5 separate regions of the Mus musculus genome follow, and all the other regions are linked to region 1. Evidence: chromatin contacts called from public promoter capture Hi-C data. All regions are on one chromosome and are shown on one strand. Each heading gives the region's core, a stretch centred on a gene start, on an enhancer-like site or on the middle of the called end of the contact. The rest is flanking DNA. Distances are from core to core; before and after follow the strand shown.

Evidence for each region. Promoter capture Hi-C pulls out the DNA fragments that hold promoters and counts their contacts. Capture Hi-C pulls out chosen DNA fragments and counts their contacts.
Region 2: a promoter capture Hi-C map of neutrophils shows a contact between it and region 1, with 2.2 times the contacts expected there. The contact joins the promoter of Bcl7a here to the promoter of P2rx4 in region 1. A contact is called at or near these places in 1 of 39 promoter capture datasets (neutrophils) and 1 of 115 datasets of contacts at active chromatin or transcription factors (pancreatic cancer cells).
Region 3: a promoter capture Hi-C map of embryonic stem cells shows a contact between it and region 1, with 2.6 times the contacts expected there. The contact joins the enhancer-like site here to the promoter of P2rx4 in region 1. A contact is called at or near these places in 8 of 39 promoter capture datasets (the 3T3-L1 cell line, the C10 cell line, embryonic stem cells and 4 more), 3 of 115 datasets of contacts at active chromatin or transcription factors (the 230-238 cell line, bone marrow-derived dendritic cells and embryonic forebrain) and 2 of 9 other capture datasets (embryonic stem cells and pancreatic islet).
Region 4: a contact with region 1 is called in a promoter capture Hi-C map of liver, with 2.3 times the contacts expected there. The contact joins the promoter of Ccdc63 here to the promoter of P2rx4 in region 1. A contact is called at or near these places in 5 of 39 promoter capture datasets (the C10 cell line, frontonasal cranial neural crest, hippocampal neurons and 1 more), 1 of 484 Hi-C or Micro-C datasets (cortical neurons), 3 of 115 datasets of contacts at active chromatin or transcription factors (the SCID.adh cell line, memory CD8 T cells and pancreatic cancer cells) and 2 of 9 other capture datasets (adipose tissue and liver).
Region 5: a contact with region 1 is called in a promoter capture Hi-C map of liver, with 2.7 times the contacts expected there. The contact joins the promoter of Psmd9 here to the promoter of P2rx4 in region 1. A contact is called at or near these places in 2 of 39 promoter capture datasets (liver and stem cell-derived epiblast-like cells) and 1 of 115 datasets of contacts at active chromatin or transcription factors (pancreatic cancer cells).

The regions. Positions count from the first base shown.
Region 1 is chr5:122,705,801-122,708,960 of GRCm38.p6, forward strand. P2rx4 (purinergic receptor P2X, ligand-gated ion channel 4) reads left to right here and starts at 1,744. Exons shown (of 12, transcript NM_011026.3): 1 at 1,744-1,987. The coding sequence starts at 1,854.
Region 2 is chr5:123,342,799-123,345,958 of GRCm38.p6, forward strand. Bcl7a (B cell CLL/lymphoma 7A) reads left to right here and starts at 1,650. Exons shown (of 6, transcript NM_029850.3): 1 at 1,650-1,923. The coding sequence starts at 1,832. It overlaps Gm15860 (predicted gene 15860), which reads right to left and starts at 2,344. Exons shown (of 2, transcript NR_165267.1): 1 at 2,128-2,344.
Region 3 is chr5:122,110,479-122,113,638 of GRCm38.p6, forward strand. Ccdc63 (coiled-coil domain containing 63) reads right to left here. Exons shown (of 12, transcript NM_001384199.1): 9 at 2,656-2,730; 10 at 382-574. It also overlaps a transcript of Myl2 not described here. Among named protein-coding and RNA genes, the nearest start is that of Myl2, 11 kb to the left of the region's middle. Within about 2 kb of position 1,558, at least 19 of the 459 cell types and tissues checked have an H3K27ac peak or open chromatin away from gene starts, as enhancers often do. A contact at or near this core is called in embryonic stem cells, where this site is marked.
Region 4 is chr5:122,130,235-122,133,394 of GRCm38.p6, forward strand. Ccdc63 (coiled-coil domain containing 63) reads right to left here and starts at 1,731. Exons shown (of 12, transcript NM_001384199.1): 1 at 1,687-1,731; 2 at 55-171. The coding sequence starts at 63.
Region 5 is chr5:123,226,485-123,229,644 of GRCm38.p6, forward strand. It overlaps Psmd9 (proteasome (prosome, macropain) 26S subunit, non-ATPase, 9), which reads left to right and starts at 1,706. Exons shown (of 6, transcript NM_026000.2): 1 at 1,706-1,960. The coding sequence starts at 1,823.

The DNA.
Region 1 (3,160 bases), core at 494-2,993:
AGAAACCCTGTCTTGGGAAAAAAAAATCAAATAGGTATTACAAAATAAGAAGCAGTCAGGGCTGGAGATGTCACGCCAGAGCCTTTGTCCTGCGTGTGAGAAACTCAGGATGATGACCCAGTAAGACATAGAGAGTAGTGGTCAAGAAGAATTAAGGAAATATCACATGGCTTATATTTATTCTTTTGTCTCAGAATTTTCTCAAACAATGTACTAGGAGGGGGGCACGCACACGCTGGAGGACAATCGTGGGAGTTTGTTCTCTTTTTTTCCACCACTTATGTTCTAGGGATTAAACTCAGGTTGTCAAATTTGGCAGCATCTATCCTACTCACTGACTATAGACGGAAACAAGGTCTCACTCTATAGTTAGAACTAGGTATATAAACCAGGCTGGCTTTGAACTTGTGCCAATCCTCCCAGCTCTGCTTTCGGACTGCTGGGATAACAGGCATGTGCCACCACACCAGGCTGGCATGTTTTCCCACTAGGCCTTAGATTAAAACTCAAAATCATTCAAATCCCGTGATGAGTCGCTGGTAACAGGGCACTATGACTTGTGTATGAAGAGTTCTTCCCAAACCTTCATGTGTTGAAGGCTTCTTCCCTACGTGGGAGATAATGCTGAGAGGGGACTGGATGCTGAGAGACCTTAACATTGGGAGCTATGACATAACGGCAAATCTTATCTTAGCATTGGGAGGCGGTACAAAGGAGGTGAAGCCAGCTGGAATAACTAATTCCCTGGGACCTGGTGGTGGAAAGACACACCTTGTCCCCATGCCTTTCTGTAAGGTCCACCATGCTCTCTCAGATCCATGGAGCCAAGTGACCAGAAGCTGAAGCTAACTCAGATGAAATAAAAGATGCATGGAGCAGAAAATGAAAAGAACCGCGAGGAGTCTGATTAGAACCTCAAGCCTTGTGTATATTACCTGCTATATTTATACTGCACAGGGCTGAGATGCTCTCACTATGCTTGCTGGACAGTACCTGGTATAAGGGTACTTGGATGTATCTGTTACACTTAATATAAAACGCCTATTAAAAAAACTTCGGAAGGGAATGGATATATGTGACCTTAACAATGGTGTCTCCCCACGGGCTTGAATTTTTCCAATTCTCCCTAAGCTTGCGGTAAGCCATTCTCAATAGCAAGATGGCTACAGGGACCCCCCCCCACCCCCCAGGTGCTGGCTGTTGCCTCCTCTCAGGTGCAACTACGACAGTTATCTGACTAGGGGTAGGGACATGGATCGGCTTCAGGCCTAAGAGGGGTATATGGTGGCATTTGTGGCTGACTTCTGCAGACATCCTAGTACACCAGGTACTTATTCACCCACCCTATAGTTTCATAAAGCAGCACAGCGGGGCTCCCTCCACTACATCCAGATCAAGTTTGCCTCCTTCAGTCAGGGGACTGACTCTTCAGCACTCGGGTCCTCTAGGAATGTAACTCCTATCCAAGTTCCCCTGGCGCACGGCTCGTTATCCTATATCTGAACCGCAGAGCTGTCCTTTGCAACAGAACTCAACTGTCTGCCTTTCAATCCTAGGCCTGAGGGCGTCATTATCCTTGTCCCTCCGGGAGCTGACCTTGCTCCCTGCTCCAGAGGTAATTCGTCCCTTAGTGCTATACCACTCTTGCTTTTTAGATCGTCCCTTTGAGAGGGTCACGAGTTGGGGCGTCACCCTGGGGTGGCAGAGGGGGAGGAGACGCGCTCCTCAGGTCGCGCGCCGCCTATTTCCGGGCCGAGCTGCTGGGCGGGGCTGCTGCCCGGACCCGGTGGTGGTGGTGGCAGCGACAAGGCGACCCGCGGTGGCCACGACGCGGAGCAGCGGGCGGCGGAGCCATGGCAGGCTGCTGCTCCGTGCTCCGGGCTTTCCTGTTCGAGTACGACACGCCGCGCATCGTGCTCATCCGCAGCCGTAAAGTGGGGCTCATGAACCGCGTGGTGCAGCTGCTCATCCTGGCTTACGTCATTGGGTGAGCGGGCCTGGGGAGGGGCCGCGGCTGGGGGCAACCCAGACTGTCGGGACCTGGCAGCGCCCCCTTGCTCGCTCTCTGGGTCTGGGGCAATAGCTGAGCCGGCCAAGCCCCTCCTCCCCGAGTTCAAGGGGCGGCGACACGCCCTCGCCGGGCTCTAGCCAAGCCACCTGGAACCAGCTTGAACAGGACACTGGGGACTACTGGACGTCCTGGGAGCTAAGCCTCGTCTTAGCTAGACTGTCACCCCATCTTTCTCGCATCCTTCCCTCCCGACTTGCTTCATGCTGCGCCTTGGCTTGGTGGAGGGGCAGGGCAGGGAAGGCTTAACTCTGTGCGTCACGGACTTCTCTTCGGTTCCTTTTCAAACTCGGACAGAAACCAAGGCTTGTGGTTTTCATTCGGTACTTTCTGGGTCTGTGGTTTCTGTTACCTTAAGAAGCTTCTGATAACCCAGTACCCTTGAGATGTCACACTTCCCAAAAGTGTCCCAAGGTCACTTCCTTTGTTTTGTTGGATTGGTTGGGAATATGAGTACCCGCCTGATTTTGATTCTAAACTCTGCTCTTCATTACTGTTTATATATACCCTCCCATCACTAGGCGTTATGAAACGTTTAATTTTAATTGGATGCACCTGTAAGGCTGTAATACACCCCAGGAGAGATGGTGAACCTTACCTTGCCTCCTGGGCCCAATTTCAAGGTATTCGAGTGTCAACAGCTGCTAGCGTGACAGGTGGATCTGTTTTCTTACTAAAGGGCCTAAAGCACGGGTCCCCAAACAACACATTGGAGTCACTTAGGAATCCACAAAAAACACAGATAGATTGCCAATTCACAAACTGACTCAGAGCTGTAAGACCTCTGTGCCTGACCACACTCACCTGAGAAAGCTTTGTGTGGCCTTAGGTATATGAAATAGGTACACAGGTGGCTGGAGAGATGGCCCAGAGAGATGGTTAAGAATGCCTAAGATACAGCCTTTAATCCTAGCACTGGTGAGAGACAGGTAGGCAGATATCTATGAGTTCAAAGCCAGCCTGGTCTACATAGTTTCAGGACAACCAGAATTATTACAGTGTCCCAACTAAATAATAAATCAACAGGTCTCCTGCTTTGGTGTTAGGTCTGGAATCTGTTCAGACCGCCTAAGGGCATTCAAAAGAATGCAG
Region 2 (3,160 bases), core at 400-2,899, 640 kb after region 1:
CATATATACACATATATTCTATGTGGGAATTGTGGTGTAGCACTTGCCTAGCATACACAATTTCTGCACTAAACAAAAATGAATTCCCTGGGGTCCAAGCACATATCTGATGATCAAATACAGAGGGTCAAATGCATGAGACTTCGGATTTATGGCACATTTTTCAATCCATCACAGAACGATTCTTTGACATATTTGTGGGGTGTGTTATTTTGTTTTGAGACAGGGTTTTCTTTTTGTGGCCCTGGCTGTCCTAGAACTCACTACTATGTAGACCAGACTGGCTTTGAGTCTTGAATACATAGAATCGGCCTGCTTCTGCTTCCCAAGTGCTGGGATTAAAGGTGTGTACCACCACTGCCTGGCTCCATTGTTTTGTTGTTGTTGTTGGTTTTTTGCTTTTGTTTGTTTTGGTTTGGGTTGTTTTTTTGTTTTGTTTTGTTTTAAGACAGGGCCTCACTATGTAGTCCTGGAACTACCTACATAAACCAGGTTGGTCTTGAACCACAGATCTCTACCTGCTTCTGCCTGGAATTAAAGGAGTGGGCTACCACATCTGATTGTTGTTCTTATTTTTAAATTTTCGCTTTAGGACCGTGCGTTTAAAGTGGTTAAAAGAAGCCTGGGGGAAATTTCCCCAGATTCTCACACCCATTTCCCCACTAGCTCCCTCTACCAAACCCCTGCAACCCCCCCAGACTTCAGGGGGAGATGCTTGGTACTAGAATCATGGCAGTCACAGATGAAGGTCACTGCTGCAACCTTCAATAACTCCTTGACTCAGTTTGTCCATCTGTGAAATGACTGATGTTGCGCTAGTTCCTCTCCAGGTAGCAGCTCTCTCACTTCAGGTCATCTCTTTTCCCAGCATTCACGTGGACAAGCATTCGCTCTGGTCCAGTCTGTGTAGCCGCAACTGCACACCCACCTGTCCCTATACTGGGTGACCGCGGTAGATCCTGTCACCCAGCTCTGTCCTAGGGTAGGGAGACAGCCTCTCATAAGTCCTTCTGTGTTGGGCCAGTCTAGTTTACCTGCTGCTCCGGGTCATTACACTGCACTTCCACCAGGAGCCGTTTAAGATTAAATTGTCATTTTCGGTCAAACCCCAGGGAGGTTGATCCGTGACTGGGACAACTTATCTCTAAGGGAAAGAAAGCCCAGAGACAATGTCAATTGCCACCGGGTTCGGGCACCTTTCCTACGACTCTAGTTTAAGCATGGGGAGGAGACGTTCTAGCTCGCACATTTTAACAGGGCAGCTGGCCAGAGACCGGCGCCTCAACTCTTTCTAAGATCACCTCGCGTCCCGAACCGCCGCCTCCAACTCTTGAGAACTCAAACGCCCGACAAGAAACTTGCACGATCGCGCCCGCGGCCACCAACCCGAGCCAGAGCACCCACGGCCTGCAGTCTGCCATCCCCAGGGTGTGTGTCTTGGGGGGGGGAGGGGCCCCCCATCGCACCTGCGGCCTCTGGGTGAGTCCTGGCGCGGGCCCGTCCCGCGTGCTGGGAGGTCGGGGTTACCCGGGAGAGCTTTCCCAGAGTGAGGTCCCCGAGGCTCCCCGGGGAGGGCGGCGGCACCCGGAGGCCGCACTGCTGGCGGCCGCGCCGCTCCCCCTCGCTCTGTGCAGCTGCCGCCCCGGCGCTTGCGCACTGGGCCCCGGGCGCGCGGCGGCACCAGGCTTTGTGTGTGCGCGTATGTGTGTGAGTGTGTGTCTGTGCGCGAGTGAGAGAGCGGGCGAGTGTGGCGAGCAGGACCCGGCGGGCGCGCTCCCCCAGCCTCCCTCTCTCTCTCTCTTTCCTCTCTCTCTCCCTCCCCGCCAGAACCATGTCGGGCAGGTCGGTTCGAGCCGAGACCAGGAGCCGGGCCAAAGATGATATCAAGAGGGTCATGGCGGCTATCGAGAAAGTGCGCAAATGGTAAGCCGAGGCGCCTGCTCGCTCTCTCGCTCGCCCCGGCTCGCTGCACCGCGTCGCGGCCGCCAGCAAGCCCGGACCCAGCGCGTAGAGCGGCGGGGCGCAGCGGCCCCGGGCCCGGAGTTGGCGAGGGCGCGCGGCCGGGGTCACCTGCGCCCCGCGGGGGCTGCGTCCGCTGCCCAGGTGTGCTTGGCGCCGGTCACCCACCTGGCGCGGCGGCGGCGAGAGCGGCGGCGGCGGCGGCAGGAGCCCGGAGCTCGGAGCTCGGCTCTCGGGAGAGGGGGGTTCGCAGCCGGCCCCAGAAGCCATTTCGTTTTTTTGTGCAAGTCACATGAAAGCGGCTTCCCGCGCGCCGGGGCCGTGATGCCGGCGGCGGCGGGCAGAGCGCGAGCTCCATTGTGCAGCGCGGAGCGGGCCGCCGTCTCCTCCCGGGGCGGCGCGGCGCCGGTGTCCCCCCCCCCCAACACACACACACACACATACACACACACATCCTACGCCCCGACCCGCCCGCAGCTCCCCGCCTCCCAGGCCTCGGCGCCCTCGAGTCTGCGGAGTTTGCAGAGCGCGAGCCGTTTAAATTTAGCGCTTTGGGCAGCCTGGAGCGAGGGCTCCGGGCGAGGAAGGAAGATGGGGGCGAGCGCTAGGAAGGCGGTGGCGCGGCCGGGGCGCGGAGCACCCACGGCTCCCACGCGCTCCGCGCGGCACCCGAAGCTCGGGGAGCGCGATGTTTGCATCCAGAAGCCAAGTCCTGGGCCGTGTCTTGCCTCCTTCTTGCTGGAGCTGGTGTTTGTTTTGCGGAGAGAACGAGCGACCGTTGTTTTTGTTCTCTGCACTGGGGGAGGAGGAGACCGCGAGATTCGGTGTGGGCCGTGCGTGTTTTTCAAGCTCAAATTAGATCCTGCCCGGCGTGGCCTCGTTATAATTAGTAGGATGGAACATTTTCTCGGCCCTCGTCGGGATCTGACACCGAGGCGGCCCCAGAGGCCAGGCCTGAGGCGCCAGTAGTCCACCACCAGGTTGGGTCAGACTTGTTGAAAACTCCCTGCTCCCTGATTTTAACTTTATTACGGTTTTTTTCCCACGGCTTCATCTGGGTCCGAGAGGGAGAGGAGCAGCTGCGAGGGTGTCCCCAAGTGTCAGCAGCCGCTGGCTGGATCTGTCCTTTATAGGAACTGGCTAGGCTCCACTGCAGGCTGGGTTGTTTTTTTTTTTTTTTTTTTGGGGGGGGGGGTCATTT
Region 3 (3,160 bases), core at 308-2,807, 600 kb before region 1:
TGTGTGAACATGTAAGTGTTACGGTGTTTGTGAATGTGTGTAAGGAAGCTCTCTTTTCTAGCTTTAGTTTTTCTCCTGAAGGGAATTCACCAAACCCCTCTCCTGGGTTCACTGAGATTCACCACCAACTAACCCGTGTTTAATCCTCCCAATAAATCCGGTGGTGTAGCTCCTGAGTTGCACCCTCATTTCAGAGCTCAAAGAACCCGAGCACAGAGAGGGTCGGGAATGTGGCCAACGTCACACAGCTAGTAAGTGAAGGCTCAGAATTCAAACCAAGGCAGGCCGCACCATGGCTGTGCTCACTACCAACCAAGAAAGCGTTCTTGTGCCTGGTCACAGACCGTGCAGGCAAGAGTGCCTAAGAGGTACTAGGCTCACCAAAATACTGCTGCAGATTGATGTCCGTGACCTTCCCGGACTCGCCCAGCTTGCCCAGGATCTCAGTGGCATCGCAGTTGATCTTCTTAAACATCTTCTCCACCGAGTTCTTGAGATACTCCAGGGTCTTGCTCATCTCCTTGTATTTGGTCTCATAAATGTCCGCTTCCTGCGTGGTCTTTCTCAGTTTCTCCTGGGGGACAGACAGACACCAGGCCCAGCCTGAGGCTGAGGGACTTTTTGTGCAAGTGACGGGGGGGCGGGGGCAGGCGGTGTGCCATCCAAGGAATGAGCTTCCTGACAGCATCAAACAAATTTAAGAAAAAAACAGACAGCTAAGGATGGGGGTTCCTTGCGTGGAGTGCTTGCGCAAACCAGGAGTGGTATGCATGCCTGTAAATCTTGCACTCTGGGGATGGGGGCAAGGAGGGACGCGAGCCCAGGGTCATCCTTGTCTATGTAGTGAGTTTGGGACCAGCCTGGGGTACATGAGACCCTGTATCAAAACTAAGTGATTCCTCAGAGTGCCGAACCCGGACTCCTGGAGAGAGAGGAGATGGTGAAGAGCCAGGGGTGGAGAGGGTTCTAAGCAGGAAGTTGGGGACAGCCCTTAGCAGGGTGGGACGTATCTGAGAACCCATAGCTCCTTGGATGAAGTCTCCTCCTTGGGGTATTTGTATTTCGGAGGGGGATACGTGGGCATGCGCACGCGCATGCGCGCAGACACAATGCTATCCTAGCTAGCACCACAGTCCAGTGAAGGCATAAAACAATAAAGACAGAGCCAGGCAGAGGAGACCCTGATGAACACTGTTGATCCCAAACCCAGGGAAGAGTCGGGAGTTCTAGGTGGCCCCCAAGTAGAGCCTGTGGATCTAGGCTGGAGACCACCTGCGGAGACCAGCCTGAATCACAACGGCTTCCCTTCCCGACACCCCTTGGCTCTGAGTTTCCTAGGCTCTTCCTGGGCTTTGCTGTCCCTCCGCGGTAGAGCCACGAATAGCACCACCAGCCTGGTCAGGGTGAAGGACGAAAATGAGCCCCAAGGAACAAATAAAAATCGCTCAGGGGAAGGAGCTATGATTCTGAACAGGAAAAGCCCAGGCTACCCTTTAACTCCAGATCCTGCTGCCTCAGCCTCCTAAGTATGCGAATCAAAGATGTGTGCACCACACCCAGCCAGTCAGGGGCGGGATTCACATCTTGCTGAGCATTGGCTGTTCATTGCCCAGATACTGTCACCGGAGAACCTGTTTGCCCTGGGATGGCAGTGTGACGAGCACACAAACCCCATAAAGAGTCATTATTCAAGTGTCCTGAGAAGCAACTGGGGCTTCCTGCCTCAGCCAGTGTGGCCTTCTCCACACTCTCCAACCTTCTTCCTGGGAGCCGTGGTACCACCAGGCATCCTTGGGATGGAAACCACACACCAAGAAGAGCCTGGGTGGTAGATGACATCACAAAGACACTCCCTCCCCCAATCCTGAAAGTGCCAATTTTCAGCTTATTTAACAAAAAATAAGCTTCTAGCTTGCTCGGGCTCCCAGGGTGTCTGGGGGGCGGGGGAGGCAGGAAGAAACCTTCAAACCCAATACTGGGGAGCCAAAGGAAGGAGGATTGCTGTGAGTTTGAGGCCAGCCTGGGCTACATAGTGAATTCTAGACACCAAGGCTGCATAGTGAGACCATGTCCAAAAAAAAAAAAAAAACCCACAACTCGGCTCCCTAGAGTTGATTGTACTGTTTGCCTCTGCCAGCCTCTGTTTGCTCCCTGAAAAAAAAAATGGAAAGAGTATAACACCTTCTCCTGAAGGTGGTGAAGGGAGATGGGGCCAGAGGAGTGGACATAGCCTGGCATCTACTGACTAGTGCCTAGCCCAGGACGCATTTGCATGCAGGATGTAGGCTTGGTTCAGTGGTGCAGTACAGAACTAACATACTGGAGGCCCTGGGTTTGATTCCCAGCATAGACAGAAAGGGAGAGGGGAGGAGAAAGAATAGAAGACAGACTGTTGGTTTGTGGTCGTTAGTGAAAAACAGTGGAACTGAGCCAAGGGGGAGACAAAAGGAGAAACTGAGGCAGAGATGCATCAGAATGGAAGTGCAGTCCCAGGCTTAGGTTGGACCTCCGAGCACCTGTACAATAAACAGAGCTTACAGACAAGGGTTCTGTGGTTGTGTCTGAACAGGCCATCTGACAGATGACGGACACATGCAGGATGCTCCTTGTCCCTGTCTCTTCCCCTCCCCCTCCCCCCTCCCCTTCTCAGCTCACCTCCATCTGTTTCAGGATGCTCCGGGTGCCCTCATGGGAGGTCTGCTGCTGTGACCGCAAGTTGATGATGTCATCCTGCTCAGACAGACGAGAACCAGTAGGAGAAGATGGGAGTTGCCCTCATCCACTGTATCCAACCCTACTCCATGTGGGGTAACCCATCAAGGAGTCGCCCCTGTCCCCACCTTCTCCTCAGGCATTCTATTCTTCATCCTCTGAGAATCATCTAGAACTATCTAGTGCAGTAGCTCTCAACCTTCCTAATGCCTCGACCCTTTAATATAGTTCCTTCATGTTGTGGTGACTCCCCAAACATAAAATTATTTCTGTCGCTACTTCATAACTGTAACTTTGCTACTGTTTTGAATTGTAATGTAAACATCTGTGTGTTCCAATGGTCTCAGGCGACCCCTGTGAAAGAAACATTCAACCCCCAACGGGGTCATGATCCACACGGGCTCAGAACCACCTAGAAAGAGAAGTCAGCATCATCTCTCACATCCTG
Region 4 (3,160 bases), core at 481-2,980, 580 kb before region 1:
GTAGGGATGATGGGTAGGTGAAGGGACATTGAGTGACAAGCTGTTGTCACCTACCACTGGCATTGAGATGGATCTGAGCTTCCCTTCTGCTTAGACACTGGGTCCTGGAGGTCAAAGCCAGCAAGCCCACCTCTTTCTCCGTCTCTCTTTGTCTCCTCTGTCTGCAATGTCCTGCCCAGAATGAGAGAGGAAAAAGGAAGTGGGCCACCCTGCTGGCAGTGAGGACCCATGCGCCTCTCCTCCCTCCCATAGTCCCCTTCCACCCACAGCTTGGCATACAAGGGGACACAGCAGATGGCGCCGGGTGTAACAAGAGCCCCTCCCCCCAAGATCCGATCGCACCGGAACTTCTTCCGCTCCCCAGTTTATTATTAGGACCTGGGCAGATGGCTCCAGCCTGTCACTTACCCTTCTCCTCACATCTCTAAAGGAAAGGGGCACAGAGGCCTCTGATGATCAACCTGATGGAGCTGTTTTGGTTTTTTTGACTTTGGGACAGAGTCTCCTGTAGTCGAGGCTGGCCTCAAACTCAGTATGCTGCCAAGGCTGGCCTTGATCTCCTGATCCTCCTGCCTCCACCTCCAAAGTGCTGGGATTAGAGGCATGTGCTACCATATCCGGTACTTCATGCAGGCTAGGCCAGCACTACCCACTGATACATACCTATCCCACACCCACACACACAACAGAGTTGAAACCCTGCCTACGCTGTGATTACCCCACCCATACCCCACTTCTAGGATCAGGAACCAGCAACCAGCAACCCAGAGGAACATTTTATCATATCAGAACTTGAATGCTACCTGCCCAGAGGCACTTAGGAGTGGGGACATTAGCAGACAAGCCCCAAAGGGTTGTTAGGCCCACTGTGTCCCAGAAACTGCGAGGTCCTATGTGGAATTCCAGGTTCTCCATTCACATTCTTGCCCAGCCTCTAACGGACCTCAGGTACATCTGTGCTGCTCTCTGGAGCCTCAGTTCCCCATCTAGACAGTGGGGAGGGCCACGCCCTCCCCTAATCTGCATAATCCCCTCCCACTTCCGTGGACCAGTAATTCCTGTTGTACACTGGAGAGAATTTAGTAACTGAATTTTAACCTGGGGAATCTAGGTCAGCCAGTTCCATGGGGCTCTATGAATCATACTAGCATGGGGAGAGAAACCATAAACACCAAAACCTCAAGGCTTAGCCAGACCAGAAGATGTCACTGGATCGCGTCCTATCACACCAGACAGGAAGAACTTTTCATGAGACAATTTGAAATGAAATTTCTGGGGACTTATAAATCATGAGAGTTGTGGCAGTGTGAATGTCTAAGTCGATTTGGCATACAAACAAGCGCCTACTGTGTGCTTAGTGTTGTGGGGAACTGAGCTGTGGTTCAGCCACCCTCACGACGTGATCAATTTGTTTTAAAAAGAAAACAAAAGGTGGGCGTGGTGGTGCTGGCCTGAGTGACGCGGGAGGTGGAAACAGGAAGATCATGAGGTCAAGATCTTTGGCTGTAGCTTTACTTCAAGGTCAGTCTGTGCTGTAAGTGAATGGATACGTAATAAATAAATACACAGTCGCTTGAGAGCACATATAGCTCTTTGAGTTTGGGGAGCGTTTATGGTGGCAGTGGCTGGTTCCTGCCTCACCTCTGCTCATCCCCGGCAGGGGGCGCTGTGTGTACCCTAACTTACCACCCACGGCTCCCGCGGCTCCCGGTAGTGGCGGCTCGTGTGTCTAAGTGGCAGCCAGCTCCGCACCCCGCGTTCTCCGCCCTGGAACCCGCGCCTTTGTGACAGCGGCGACTCGCGTTCTCTAAGGACAGCCGAGACAACCGGACCCACGGAGAACCCGCATTTTACCAGAGGGGACAGGGCAACGCATTCCTGGGCTACCCTCAGCTGCCCTGTGTCAAACACCTTGGCCACCTTGGCCACCAAGCCAGCTTCCATTCCCTCCCTCCCTGGGTTACTACTCTCTTTCCTCTCGCTTCACCATTAAATACCTCCTTTCTGTTACACAGTGACCTAAAACGACTTGTTTTCAGAGTTTGGAGATTAAACCTGGGGCAGGTTAGGCAATGACTTTACCCCGGTCCGCCCTTCACCATCTGGAAGTTGCCCTCGGGTCCTGCTGTTTCGGCTGCTCTCCACTGTCTGCCACTGGGTGGGCAGTGGTTAGAAACATGCCTCTCTGGCGAAGGTTTCCCATCGCGGTTCTTCCTGGGTGCAGAACTCGGCCCTCTTGCCAAGAAGAACGAGCCCCACCCCACCCCCACCCCCCCACCCCCGCCACGGCCCCTCGCGTGCGCCCCCAGTGTAGCCTAGAGCAAACAAAGCTGCCAGCGGTAAACAAATGGAACCAGCACACACAGCAAGACAGTCTCCACGGCGGTCAGATACCCAAATCAGCCCATCCTTCCCAGTCAATGCTTGGACTAGGAACGTTAAGAGACTAACTGGTGCCAGGCAGTGGATCTATCGATGCCTTTAATCCCAGCACTCGGAAAGCGGAGACAGGCAGATCTCTGAGTTCAAGGCCAGCCTGGTCTACAGAGTTGAGTTCCAGGACACCCAGAGCTACACAGAGAAACCATGTCTGGGGGCAACAGCGGGGGTGGGGTGCATTATTTCCTGGAGTCTGCCACAGGGGTGGGCTTATAATTACTGGTCGTGGTCTCAAAGGCACCAGAGGAGCTTCCCACAGCCCAAGGTTAGAGAAGAGGAAGGTGCTTTGCTGTCGCTGAAAAGGAAATAGGAGATATGCTGCCTCTGTTGGTTGCTGGCAGCCCTGTTGCAAGCCTAAGGGAGACCAGTGGCTGATGGTCTACAATGTTGGCTAGCTCCTCAGATAGTGACTGCGGGTATAGGGTAAGTATAGGGCACCCCTCCCCGGTCATCGGCCCCTGGGAAAACCTGGAGCTGCAACTTCAGGACTTTTATTAGAAGCCAAAAGAGTGGACTCTGAGTCACAGTTCTGACCCACGGTAGAGTCGTCTCAGAACTTCCCGAGTCTGTTAATTACGAGTCATTCAAACCCAAGCAACTGTCTACATCCTACAAGACCCTTATCTAGCAGTGTGCTTAGTGATAAAGAACATGGGTTAGGCCGGGCAGTGGTGGCGCATGCCTTTAGTCCCAACACTTGGGAGGCAGAGGCAGGTGGATT
Region 5 (3,160 bases), core at 456-2,955, 520 kb after region 1:
CAGACAGTTGTAAGCTTCCATGTAAGTACTGGGAACCCAGGCCCTCTGCAAGAGCTTTAAGTATGTTCTTAACCTCTGAACCATCTCTCTACCCCACACCCCAGTTTCTATGTTTACCTACATTTATAGAGGCCTGACACAGTTTCATATTCTTTACCACTTCAGTCTTGTGGGGAATTCATGAGAGGAGACTGCTCAGATAGAGTTTTAATCTGATAGTCTTTATTAGTGAGCCAGTACAACACTAAGTGTTTGGGACCCCAGTGGAGCACTGAGCCTTTTTCAGGGTAAGCTTTTTGAGCACAAAAACCGGGTCCTGGGGTGATATACCTTAGTTCACAAGAGCAATTAGCCAGGAGCACAACCACTGAAGCCAAAAAGCAAGGTTCGTGCATGGAGAGACTTTCCCACAGCTGTGGACTTGGATGGCTTCCGGCTTTGTTTTAGTTTTGGCAGGTGGTGCTGTCTGTGTGCTGTGTTTTCCAGCCTGAGTGGTACTTTCTTTATGGAGTCGGTTGTACTAAGGTCTGGGGGCCTGTTACACCAGCACCTCGTGACAGAGGTGAAAGTCAATAAATACTTGGACACCCTTAAGAGACACGTTGCTAGGGTGTGTGTACTCTGATCAGGATCCAAAGGGAATAAATTAGTAAATAAAAATGAAAAAAAAGAGCGAGAGATATTACTGTTAGTGTCACACAATAAGGTCAGAGAGCAGAAGGTGAAATTATTTAAGGTCACATGGAATATATATAGTCGGTGTTAATGGTCCAACTTTGAACATAGGTTGTACCATGAGGATCCCCAGCCCGAAAGTGGCTGGGGATATAGCTGAGTTGGTAGAGTGTTCCTGATCCCCAATATTTCATAAACCATACCTGGTGGTACATGCCTGTAATCCCTGCCTGTGGAGGGAGCAGATGGAGTATCAGATGCTCAAAGGCACTGGGCACACTAGGTTATAAAGAAGGAAAAAAAAAAAGGTCTTGAAGTTTTGATGAGGATAGGTTGAGGGAGGTGCGAAATGGATAGAATGGGAGTGGGGGGTTAGAGGGTGTCTGTGATCATGACAATAAGAAATAGAATATTCTAAAAACTTGGGGAGAGCTTCAAGGTCGCCTTCATCTACACAATGAGTTAGAGGCCTGCCTGAGATGCAGTAAATCTTGTCTGGAAAAAGAAAAAGAAAAGAAACAGAAAACAAAAAACAAATCGCTTGAAAGCCTCTTTCAAACACTCAGGGGCTTCGTAGATGTTAAGAACTGAAGTGTCAAGGTTGGCAAGACTGGATCCTCTTACATTTATACAGCTGGTATCCAGTTTACTCAGCCTTCAGATGAGTGAATGAAAAAAAGTGTAAGCCAGATGTGGTGGCTTTAATCCCAGCACTTGGGAGCAGAGGCAGGAGGATTTCTGAGTTTGAGGCCAGCCTGGTCTACAGAGTGAGTTCCAGGACAGCCAGGGATACACAGAGAAACCCTGTCTTGAAAAACGGGGTGGGGTGGGGGGGTGGGGAAACGGACGGATGGAGGGACGGGGACAGAATGAAAAAGAAAGGAATGAACAAGAAAAGTGGAAATGAGTCAGGATAAAGTGGGAGTAAATACCTATGTCCTCTATGGGCCTATTTATCTCTACCGGGTCATCTGAAAACCACGTGGTCTATCTAGCCGGTGACCCCGCCCACTTCCAAGCTCCACCCTTCATCTGTTTCCGTACTTGCGCGTTGGCTGAGCTGTTTTGGCCCCGGGGAGGACCCGTAGCCTCAGCCTCGGCTGGCGTCCGTAGCCGGGAAACCCAGAACTCTAGCTTGAGGTCCGCGATGTCGGGTGAAGACGTTCCGCACCGGGCAGAGTCCTCCGAGGCCCGTGCGGCCGCGGTCAGCGACATCCAGGATCTGATGCGACGCAAGGAGGAGATCGAGGCGGAGATCAAGGCTAATTACGACGTCCTGGAGAGCGTGAGTGTGGCGGGGAGGCCTGCGGACGAGGCTCGGGGTCGCTGCCAAGCAGTGTCCTAGAGGGGGTCTTTGCTGCGTGCCACACGCCCCTTTAAGCATTTTTTCTTTACGTGGGATTAATTTTCATTTTCGGAAGCATTAACTTTGCATTTTAAAGTTTTTTGTTTGTTTGTTTTTAACGCAGCCCCTAAGCTGGCTTCGAACTCGTGATCCTCCTGCTTCATCTTTCTGAGTGCGGGAATCGCGGGCCTGTGCAACCATGATATAGGCCTTAGTGAAACTGCCTCGGTCGCAAGGATAGACTATTTGCTGAGGCATAGTGATAATCGCTACTGTCACTTTCTGTAGGTGACATTACCAGGTTTGGCCTCGCCACCCGCTTTTCTTTAGGACTTTATAAATGTCAACTGGGAGAATTAATTGGGCATCTTGTTAAAATGCACGTTGTAGCCAGGGGAGGCATCCCTATTTAAGCCCAGCGTTTAGAGAGTGGAGGCAGGGGGATCAGGACTTGAGGGTTATTCTTGCCTACATAGTAAGCTCGAGGCTGTCCTGGGTTATATTAGACCTTGTCTCAAAAAAAAACCAAAAAAAAAAAAAAAAAAAAAAAACAAAAAAGAAAAGTAAAAATGAAATGCAGACTCTAATTGGGATAGGGAAAAGACTCTGGATTTTAAGAAAACCCTCACCTCTGCTAATTGCTCTTTTAAGTGGAGCCAGATTAAGCACATTGTCTTTACTGTAAAAGGGGAAACAGGGCCAGAGTGGAGCCAATGCTTGCCCAGTTAGGAAGGGGGAATGGTTGGCTCTGTGATCTGTTTACCTCCTAAGCAGATATATTTTTCATAAAACCCCAAGTCAGTGTATAGAGGAAGGGGAGGCTAAATCACACTCATTGCTGGGCACAATGACATCTGGGTGATGGGTGCCAGATGACGGTGTCATATAGAGGTTCTACAGGCCAGGTAGGTGCTGACCATGTGCCTGAAAGGTACTATCTTGTATGTGTGCTGTGCCAGGAAACTGTCACAGCAGTATTGTTAACTTGTGTCCCTGAAGCTCAAAGGGGCGGAGTCAGGGGCTGGAGAGATGGCTCAGTGGTTTAAAGGCACTGGCCATCATAAGGACTGGAGTTGAGATCCAGAATTTACTACTGTGTAAGTTCACACGCCCGTGGAGACGTTTAAACAGACACAAATC